Regions from separate parts of the Sus scrofa genome. Here all the other regions are linked to region 3. The links are chromatin contacts, called in public promoter capture Hi-C maps. All regions are on one chromosome and are shown on one strand. Each heading gives the region's core, a stretch centred on a gene start, on an enhancer-like site or on the middle of the called end of the contact. The rest is flanking DNA. Distances are from core to core; before and after follow the strand shown. Region 1 holds the start of CEP295 (centrosomal protein of 295 kDa). Region 2 holds the start of DEUP1 (deuterosome assembly protein 1). Region 3 holds the start of CHORDC1 (cysteine and histidine-rich domain (CHORD) containing 1).

Region 1 (3,467 bases), core at 596-3,095, 2.9 Mb after region 3:
AAGAACCCCAGGATTTTTGAAAAATACATGAATTCTAGTCATGGTTCCACCCTTCCCTTAGATGTGCTCTTGGTCCAGTTACTGTAACTCAGCTTCCTTGTCTATAAAACTAAGGTGGGTCAAACTGTTTCTTCTGTGTTTCCTCTTCTCAATTCCTTTAAGTTTTGGTGTTCCTCAGTTTAGTCCTTATCACCCTTCCCACTCTGCAAATTCTCCCTAAGTGATCTCACCCACTTCTACAGCTTTGCTTATTACATAATACAGAAATGAAACCCAAGTCTATCTGCTAGCCCAGTTTGTGGGCTGTCTACCTCTGTATTCCTCTGCTTCTCTCACCTCAATGGATGTTTCACAGGCACATGAAGCCGAACATTTCCAGAGGTGAGCTCATCGCCTTGCCCACTAAACAGACTCCCATTTCTGATTTCTCCCTTGGTGATTTCTCCCATTAACGGTGCTCCTCAAGCCAGTGGCTGTGAGGTTAACTGTATTCTCCCTTTTCCTTCAACCTCAAATGCAATTGTTTTGTCAACTACTTCTAATTCTGCCTTCTAAATATTTCTGAAATTCATCCCTTGGCCAAGGTATCCCAGAAATAGCTCAAATTACAAACATTCAAAGTTTAACTCACTATTTTCCCCACCCTAACCTGATCCTTTCTGTGTGTTCTAGGAGAATGTTATGCTCATCCATTCAGTTGCCAAATAAGGAACTCAGGAATCACCATTCATTTCTCCCTCTTTTCCGCCTTCCACAACCAGGTAACCACTAACTCTTGATGCTTGGCCTCCTGTTTGCCCTTTTTTTTTTTTTTTTTTTCTTTTTTTTAAGGACCACACCCACAGCCCATGGAGGTTCCCAGGCTAGGGCTCCAATCAAGAGCGGTAGCCACGGGCCGACACCACAGCCATGCCAGATCTGAGCCGTATCTGCGACCTCCACAGCTTATGGCAATGCGGGATTCTTAACCCACTGAGCAAGACCAGGGATGGAACTTGGGATACTAATCAGATTCGTTTCCACTGAGCCATGACGGGAACTCCCTGCCTCTTAAACGGACCCATATCTCTCTATTTTTATTGTGATCATCTTTCACGTTCTGTAGGAGTATCCTAATTGGCTTCTCTACCTTCAATTTCAGTCTTAACTTTCTCTGCCCTCTTCTCCACATGAAGCTGTATCAGCTCATACCAGCGACTTCCTCTGCCTCTCTCTCCATTTTCTAATCCTTTGATTCCTGATATGTTTCACCACCCTGGACAATAAAATCTGGGATAGGTGCCATAATCCATTTACCCTTGTCTCCCCTGCACCAAGCACACTGTATCTGGCACAACATGATAGGTGCTCAATACGAACCTGCGCTCTTCCCCTTTCTGATTAAGAGGTTATTTACAGCAGATAAATCCTTGACACGTTCTAGGTATGTCGGACCTCTAGAAGCAACATGATAAAGAGTTCACTTGTACCAGTTGAAAGTTATCACAAAAATAACTGGAGCGTGAAAAATAATACCACACGAACTGTGTAGGTAACATACAAAAGGATGCATATTCAAAGGCATCTTCAGGTTGGCGCTTAAAACTAAAGTCACCCTCGTGGTTCTGGGGAAATACCTTCCCCTTTCTGGACCTCTGTCTCGCTACCTGTAAAACTGAGCCTGCAGACAGAGGTGAACTAACCTTCCGAGCCGCGGTATGAGAAATAATGGGGCCTACGTCAGAACGGCAAGTGCGCGTGCGCATGCGCCGGGGAGCAGGCTTTACTGCGCGGCTGTCCCGGCGGCCCCCGGGAGAGGCGGGACCAGGAGGATTCCCGCCGTTCGGCCGCGCCATTGGCGGGCGGTTTGAATGACGGAAGTGACGGAAGCTCGGCGATGGCAGCCCCGCAGGCGCACAAACGGCTGTGGGGAGGCTGATGTGTGCTGGCCTCGGGGGCCTTCTCTGCCTGAGCCGCGGTTCCAGCGTCCCGGCTCGCGTTTCCCAGGTGAGTGACGGACGCGCCGTTTCCCTGCGGCTCCGGGCGTGCACGGCTCCCCAAGGCCCTGGAGCAGGGAGTGTGCTTTGGAGGAAGAGGGTGCCGCGCACGCAGCACGGCCCGCGGCTCTCCGGCCTCGGCGGGCCGCGGGCCGCTGGGTTGGGATCGGTCAGGCGGCGGCGAGGAGCGCCAGGTCAGGTGGCACGCGCGTCCCTACCCAGGCCCGTCTGCTTCGTACGAGAGGTCGCTCTGGGGCCTTTTGCGCGTCCTCCCGGGGTCGGGTCTCTCGGGGTCCCTGAGCTTCCAAGTCGGGATGGCTTGGATGGCCTTCGCGATCGCTACTGCAGATACTTCTGGGTGCGTCCTGCTCACCTGCCCCCAGGTCACCCCGCGGACGTGGTCCCGATCCTGGTAGCGGTCCAAGAGCACTGCCCCAAATCGCCTCGTGCGGAGAGCATGCTCTTTCTCGGTGTCGCTCACACTTAATTTCTCAGATATGAAGTCCTGTCATAAACTTGAGGTTTTAAAACAACGGAGAATACTCGGATCTTTAATATTTAGAAAGTGTTTGGCAGTTTATGTTTATTAGGTCACATAACCATCAGAACAACCTGTTGGAGAAGATATGATTCTCGTATAGCTTAAACAAACAAGACCAAAGTGACTTAGGTGTCTTCCTGCTGTAAGCGGTAGTGTTGAGTCCTGAACCCAAATCTTCCAATTTTCGTATTTATGACTACGAAATGCCAGCTGCCATTTAATCCTTAGGACAAAATCTTACGAGATAAGTACTATCACGTCCATTATTGATCAGTAACAATACATATAATTTGAAAATCCATATTGATATAAATAAATATAACAAAGTGAGGGAATGGGGGAAACTCTTCCTTACAGCAGGATTCCAATTGATAAGTGTAGAAGGAACAATGGACCTAGAAAATACCTTTTGACAAATGCCACGGGAATTGTTTCAGACATAGGACATTAAACTTAAAGTATGATGAGGAACATGATATTTATATAGCCACAGCTATCTCTTCACTAGACGCTCAGAAAGGAAAAGTCGTATTTACAGTGGAGAAACCTGGTAGATATCACCTTAATCAAGTGACCAAAATTCACATGATGTTAACATCATTTAGCATCTGTGCCATGCACTGAGAAGGGTTGTCTCATCACTTGTGTGGTGTTCTTGCCAAAAAGGCATAACCTCATTCTAACCACAAGAAATGATTAAACAAATCCAAATTGAGGGTCATTCTGCAAAATAACTGGCTGAAAGGCTCTTACAGTGTCAAGACCTTGGGAGGAAAAAAAAGGACTGTGGAACTGTCTCAGATTAGAGTTGTCGAAGGAGACAAAACATCCTCAGCAGCCTTTAGGATGTAATTCACAGACTCTCAGCCCCTGTATTCTAAAATTCATTTGCATAGATGCTTTCCATGGGCACTCCTAGTTGATAACTGAGCACGACATGAGCAGTAAGG
Region 2 (3,390 bases), core at 112-2,611, 2.5 Mb after region 3:
TATAGAACAGAAACAGACTCACAGACATGGAGAACAGACTTGTGGTTGTCAAGGGGGAGCAGGAGATAGAAGGATGGACTGGGAGCTTGGGGTTAGTAGATGCAAACTATTACCTTTAAAATGGATAAGCAATGAGGTCCTGCTGTATGGCACAGGGAACTATATCCAATCACTTGTGACAGAACATGATGGAAGATAATATGAAAAAAAGAGTGTATATATAAATGTATGGCTAGGTCACTTTGCTCTACAGCAGAAATTGGCAGAACATTGTAAATCAACTATAACAATTTCAAAAAAAATCAGCTGCACAATAAAAATAAATAAATAAATAAATAAAATAGAAATGCTGGACCAAGGGATTATGTGCATTTTCAAGGATAAACATAATATACTGCTCTTACCAGCAATTCATGAGAATGCACATTTCCCCACATCCTCACTAAAATGGGTTATTAATGAACTTAAAACAGATGAACCTGAGTCCATAGCTGAGTATGGCCATTAATGAGCTTAAAATTACTGTATCTATAAAAAAGGGATCATAATTCCACCTACCTCACCCACTGTCGTGAGGATTAAGAGACAGAACATATATAAAGCACTTACACTTCCTAACACGCAGTAAACATTCAGTAAAACGTTACTATTCACTTCTACCATTACTGTGACTTGAAAGAAATCAACTGCCAAGTACCCTGCACATTATTACAGGAATGTCAACTTATGTTCTCTACTATACTATATATACTATATTATACTATATAAATACTATAATATTTTTTTAAAGCTCAACTCCTCTTTTAATCAGTTAATCATTCAGCATAGAATTCAAATATTCCTAAATACAACACATATTACTGGGAACAACAATATTATTATTACCCCATCCCCAGTTCTGTTTTCCTTTTGACAGGGGGAAACCATCAACAAGGTTTTGTAAATTTCCTGTCGCCAAGAGGCCACAGGAAAGCAGGAAAACAAACTTTGCCAAGTGAGTCAGCTACACATATCTCAGTCTGGTCAGCACGTCCCGCTGGCCACTCCTGGGGTGGCAGTGGGTGAACTTAGGATTCACCATGGACTCGGACTGGGGTTGCCGCGTTGAAAATCCAAACTACGACAACTTCCTTAAAGCATCGCTGGGGAGGGGGGCGGGGGGGAACAAACAAACAAAAAACCCACACAGTGCGAGCAGCCACAGCGCAGGCTCTGGCTTGCCTTTGACGCACACACCAGTGCACGGCGCCACCCGTCAACACACATACACACACATACACACACACACACACACACTCTCTCTCTCTCTCTCTCTCTCTCTCTCTCTCTCTCTCTCTCTCTCTCTCTCTCTGTCTCTCTCTCTCTCTCTTTCTCACTCTCCCTCTCTCCCTCTCTCTTTCTCACTCTCCCTCTCTCCCTCTTTCTCATTCTGATGCCCTCTGGAGGGCCTGGCTTTCCGCCTGACCCAGCTTGCTGGTCCGACAACCGGTTCCTATGCAGGTGCTGATCCCGAGGTCATTCACCAACCACGCCTGAGCTCATCCCACATGTCCCGAGGACGTCTGCCCGGCCACTTTTACATTCAAACCCGTGCCAGATCCGCATTCCCAAGAGCCACGACCCACTCCAATAACAACAGGCAAACCACCGTGCGCGCCTCCCCGACCAGAGACAAGCAACGCGATCCCCGACGCCCGGGGCAAGGTCTGCGGCTGCCAGGGTGCCCGCCCCGCCTCCCCCGCCCAGGCCGGGCGCGGACCCAGGGCCTCGGTGCATCCCGCGGACGCGCATCCCCGCGCCACGTCGGCCCGCGCGCAGCACTCACCGAGCTCCTCGCGCCCAGCCGCCTCGGCCGCCGCCGGCGCCGCCGCTTCCATCTCTCGGGGGTCTCCAGGACGCCGCCGCCCCGAGGCGCGCGCTCCCGCTGCTGCGTGGCCGGCGTCAGGCCGAGACCTCCCCGGCCCCGCGCACCCCACCCGCGCGGCGGGGAGCATGCGCAGTGGGGCAGCCCGGCCCGGCCCGGCCCGGCGGAGGCGCCCCAGCGCGGGGCCCGCCTTGGGCTCTGGGGCGCTGCCAGTGAGCCGAGCTCGGAGTGGAAGACCTGAGTGGGCGGAGGCGGGTCTGGAGAATGGCAGGGTGACCAGAGACGAGGGGCGTTTTGGAGATAACTGGGGTTGGGCGCTTAGAGCTGACAGAGACCCGGGCCTATAGCTCTCCGGTGGGGGCGGAGGCGGGGAGACAGCTTTGCAGATGACTGCGAACTTAATTTTGAGGAACCCATCTATTTGTAAGGCTTTAACATTCTCTAAGGCACCGAGAAGGCTGTGTTGGAGTTCCGGCTACTCCTTGGTTATCCCTTTGTGCCTCTATTTAGAGATATAGGGTGACCTCAAGTAGCATTTAATTTAGTCAAATAGTTTCACTTTAGGAATTTTTCAGTGCCCTTCAAAGACACTTGGCGTTAACCGCAGTGCTGAAAGGAAATTGAAGTTAAGATTAAATATTCTCCATCAGATATTCTTAAGCACGATACATGCATTGACTTTTTATTCAGTTGACAAACCCGTGAGATAATCCTAATGTATGTGTCCATTTTACAGATGCGGGAGCTACGCACACAGAGTTAAGTAATAAATGACAGAGATGGAATTCCATCCGCAACTAGAGTTGGGGTTCTCAATGCAAAGCTGGCCCCTCAGGTGGGTACCAATTAATACTCATCAGTGGATGAAGCAGGCTTTTGGATAGAAATGGAGAAGTTTTAATTTAGCAATTTCTCTTTTTTTTTCCCATCTCATAGTTCTTTCAAGTCAGAACACAAAACAAGACTTTTTCTTTTTGTCTGTTCTATTTCATTGGGTCTTCTAAGGAAAATAATTTTTTTGGAGGGGGTGTCTAATTCTAGGGTCACTGGTGTAACTACATGGCGATGATAAATATTTAAAATACTGAGATTTTAAAAGTACACAGTTACATAAGAACTATATCTTTCCTCCTGTTGCATCCTTTGTAGATTTAATAGTGATTTGCCAAAATCCTTTGTTTTTCTTTAGATTAGCGCCAGTCACCTACACACATATACACATGCAAAGGTTTTATGTAAAAGGTTCCTAGGCATAACAAAGATGTAGGGGAGATAAGAGAAAAAAGAATTGGATCCTTCATCAACTAGAGGAATAGTCCCTAACCTGCATTGGGGTGGGGCTCCTGGTTAGAGTTCAGTGGGAGAGAAGACAGTCACCCATTGTAATGAGAACACCTGGGACAGTGTCTTGAAAGAGCACCATTATCCTTTGAGTGTTGCAAGGGATCCAAGCCATGGTCCTCTAATCCCAGCACCAGGAAAAGCAGATCTGGCAGTGCGGAAGGAAAAAAGGTTTAACCTTTACT
Region 3 (3,127 bases), core at 475-2,974:
GGGCAGCAAGAGTGAGTCAGATCCTGGCCAATCAGCTAATACAAACAAATTTGAAAATCACTGGTAAATAACAAGCAGATGGACATTTTCCTCTCTAGCCTTTTTTTTTTTTTCCCTCTAAATCATATTTGTCAGTTTTGCTCCCCCCATCTCTAACCTCCTTCCTAGGCACTGTACCATCTCACATGCTCAGAGCTGACCTCCAAAAATTGGCTATATCTGCCCTTAGAATTAGGCTGGTACCTAACACCCTATAACCATATTGTCCAACTCAACAAAGTAGCAATCGGCCCTTTCAATATTAAAGCAAACTATGTACAGACACTAAAGGCAACTTACTTTTTACACAGGCTACCAAAGGGCTTTTCTTCATCCAGTTAAGTCTCATAATTTTCCCCCTAAACAACTCCGTATTAATATCACAAAAATGTGACCTACCTTTCCCTATGTATCCAGCCAAGGGTCTTATCATTTTAAGCATTTCAGGCATTTCGAAGGTAGAAAAGATTTTTTTCAAGTATCAATTTTATTCTTCTACCTAACAAGTAACCATTTGCCCCGATGCTGAACTATGCTTCTCTATTAAATGAGTACAATGCACACTCTACAGGGTTGTTGTGAAGACCAAACGAACTAGGTAAGTGTCGGAACACCGTCTAGCATATCGAAGACATACAATAAATCCTAATCGAATTTGATAAGGCGTCACTGCCTACATTACTCACGGTATTAACTCACTTCTTTATCCTACTCACCAAAAAGTCAAATCCATTGGTCAGTTTCTAGTCATCTAGTCGAATCACTAACTTTCTCTTTACATCCTCACATCCTTTACTCTATACCTAGAACCTGTAAAGGACATTTAATCGCTTAACCCTGAAAAACCGCAGAACACTAAAATGCGAAGGCCAATGCAAAAATACCCAACACCGCTACCAAGTAAAGGATGAATGCTATGCTTGGGCTGATGTACCAAAACTTAACAGCGTAAAGATACCGAATAATTTTCTTCATCAAGAACACCTTTTTAAAAAGACTGAAACAGCGAGTGGGTCAACTGTGCCAACAGCGGATCTCGAACAAATAAACTTCTGTATTAATATAACGAGGCCGAACTTAAACGCTAGGATAACCCGACCGCTGCCCAATTCTCCCCCTCCTGCTTCTGTCCTCTTGTCCTCCTCCTGCGCCAGCGACACACACACACACGCGCGCGCGCTTCTGTCCTCTTTGCCTCTTCCTTCGACCCACTCAATTACAAAGTGAGCCCAGTAGCATCTCGTTAACTCGGATTCCGCTAAGAGACGCAGGTGGGGGGTAGGGATAAAGCTGTTCCAAATGCCAGGTGAATTAGCGAGCCGACGACTCTGGGAAACACGTGCGCGGGTTGGGGGGGTGGGGACGGGAGGCAGAGGGGGGCAGGGGGGCAGTGGGCTCGGCGGCCCCAGAAAGAGGGATTCAGATGCCGCTGCCAGGGCGCCTGCCGAGCCGCCCGGGGCTCTCGGGGGGGGGGGGGAGGCGGGCTGGGCGGCCCGGGAGGGCCCCGGAGCGGGGTGCAGCGCAGCCACAGCTTGCGGGAAGACCCGAGATGCCCTCGGGCCCAAGGGCGTCCCCGTGGAAGAGGTGGAGGGAAGGGAGGGCCGGCAGCGCGCTTCTCTTACCGTCGGAATTCGTCTCGGGGTCGAAGCGCTGGCCGCAGCCCCGGTTGTAGCACAGCAGGGCCATTTTCTCTTCCCACCGTTACGGGTCAGGCCCAAACACGGGGAACCGCCAGAAGCTGCCTTTCCAACTCCCCGATCTCAGACACCGGTCTGCGGGCTGGGGCGGCTGCCGGCTTCCGGAAACGGCCAGTTCCGTTTCAGGAACCTTCGCGAATTTTCCGGTCGCGCAGGCGCAGAGGCGATGGAAAGAGGTGCCGGCAGCGGCGGCAGGCCGGGCGCAGGCCGGGGCTCCTCTAGGTGGGACTCCAGCGGGTGGCTGCTGGAGTCAGAGACGCACCCGGGTGTTTGCAGAAGAGAAACCTTAAAGGATGGAGATGAAGGCATCGGAGGCACTGACGCGCTCTCCCCGCGTCTCCTCACTCCTGATTGGCCGAGGGTATCTCGCGCTGCAGAGGGTCTACCCAGCCCCCTCGCGCATCCTTCTTACCTTTCAGATTATAATTACGAGCAAAGCACGGTCGATAGCTCCTTAGCTGCCTGAGAAAGAAGTGTGCAGTCATGCAGTATTTGCTGATCTTCTGCCTGGAACGTGATGGCTTAGTAAATGATGAGACAAATGGTGGACTCATCTCCTGTGTCTCCAGTGTCCGGATCCCAGAAGCATTGAAGAAATGTAGGCATCGGGAGCAGTTTTAATAACGGAGTAATTGAGAGGAAATCACGTTGAAATTACAAAGCACTTGAAAATCAGAAAATAAAGTGTTGATCAGATAATGCTGGAAATGATCACTATTGCGTTAAGACGCCGGGATAATTGTTACTCTTTCATGTTAGCTTCCGTTTAATTAGTTTTCAATGATTAATTCTCCAATCCTGGACTCTCTAGTAAGATTTGTATCAAGTTGCATCATAAAAAGTATAGTGATAACACTAACCGGAACTCGCAAACAGCTCTCGCCTCAATGTATATATTTACCAAACTTGCTGCATTTGAAATAAAAGTGGATGCTTCCCGATAACACTTATAGCGATCAGTACTGTCAGTATTTCTTAGGAAGGGAAAAAAGCTATGCAATGTTTCTAGGGATCCCAAGTCTGTTATTGAGCAATGAGCTGAGTTCTCTCACCCCCAAGTAAAGAAGACTTTTACATATCCGGTTGCTCCATACTTGAAGTATTAGATTTTTACGTAGTAATCCCAACGTAGATATATACAGTGTTGTATTCGCCTTTATTTTAAAGGACCATTTTTTGTTTTGTTTCATAGTCACGAATAAATGCACTATAACCATTCTTCCTTTCATCTCACCGTTATTATACATAAACTTCAATAATCTATACAATGCAGTACAATAATTGTTGTTTTTCTTATTTTAGATTTTTGAGAAGTGGCAGTAAAATATATGGACTGAAAACAAAATAACATAAGAGCTGTGAGTTGAGTTTTATTCAGGGTCTTACAGAGG

The links. Promoter capture Hi-C pulls out the DNA fragments that hold promoters and counts their contacts.
Region 1: a contact with region 3 is called in a promoter capture Hi-C map of liver, with 6 times the contacts expected there. The contact joins the promoter of CEP295 here to the promoter of CHORDC1 in region 3. A contact is called at or near these places in 1 of 5 promoter capture datasets (liver) and 1 of 47 Hi-C or Micro-C datasets (embryonic fibroblasts).
Region 2: a contact with region 3 is called in a promoter capture Hi-C map of fetal skeletal muscle, with 19 times the contacts expected there. The contact joins the promoter of DEUP1 here to the promoter of CHORDC1 in region 3. A contact is called at or near these places in 1 of 5 promoter capture datasets (fetal skeletal muscle) and 1 of 2 datasets of contacts at active chromatin or transcription factors (alveolar macrophages).

Annotation. Positions count from the first base shown.
Region 1 is chr9:26,101,422-26,104,888 of Sscrofa11.1, forward strand. It overlaps CEP295 (centrosomal protein of 295 kDa), which reads left to right and starts at 1,846. Exons shown (of 31, transcript XM_021062639.1): 1 at 1,846-1,986. The coding sequence starts at 1,851. It overlaps LOC102157509 (a long non-coding RNA gene), which reads right to left and starts at 1,703. Exons shown (of 4, transcript XR_002335587.1): 1 at 1,360-1,703.
Region 2 is chr9:25,687,033-25,690,422 of Sscrofa11.1, forward strand. DEUP1 (deuterosome assembly protein 1) reads left to right here and starts at 1,362. Exons shown (of 16, transcript XM_021062630.1): 1 at 1,362-1,704; 2 at 2,601-2,699. It overlaps SLC36A4 (proton-coupled amino acid transporter 4), which reads right to left and starts at 2,145. Exons shown (of 11, transcript XM_005667225.3): 1 at 1,826-2,145. The coding sequence starts at 1,994.
Region 3 is chr9:23,206,868-23,209,994 of Sscrofa11.1, forward strand. It overlaps CHORDC1 (cysteine and histidine-rich domain (CHORD) containing 1), which reads right to left and starts at 1,725. Exons shown (of 11, transcript NM_001113446.1): 1 at 1,662-1,725. The coding sequence starts at 1,725.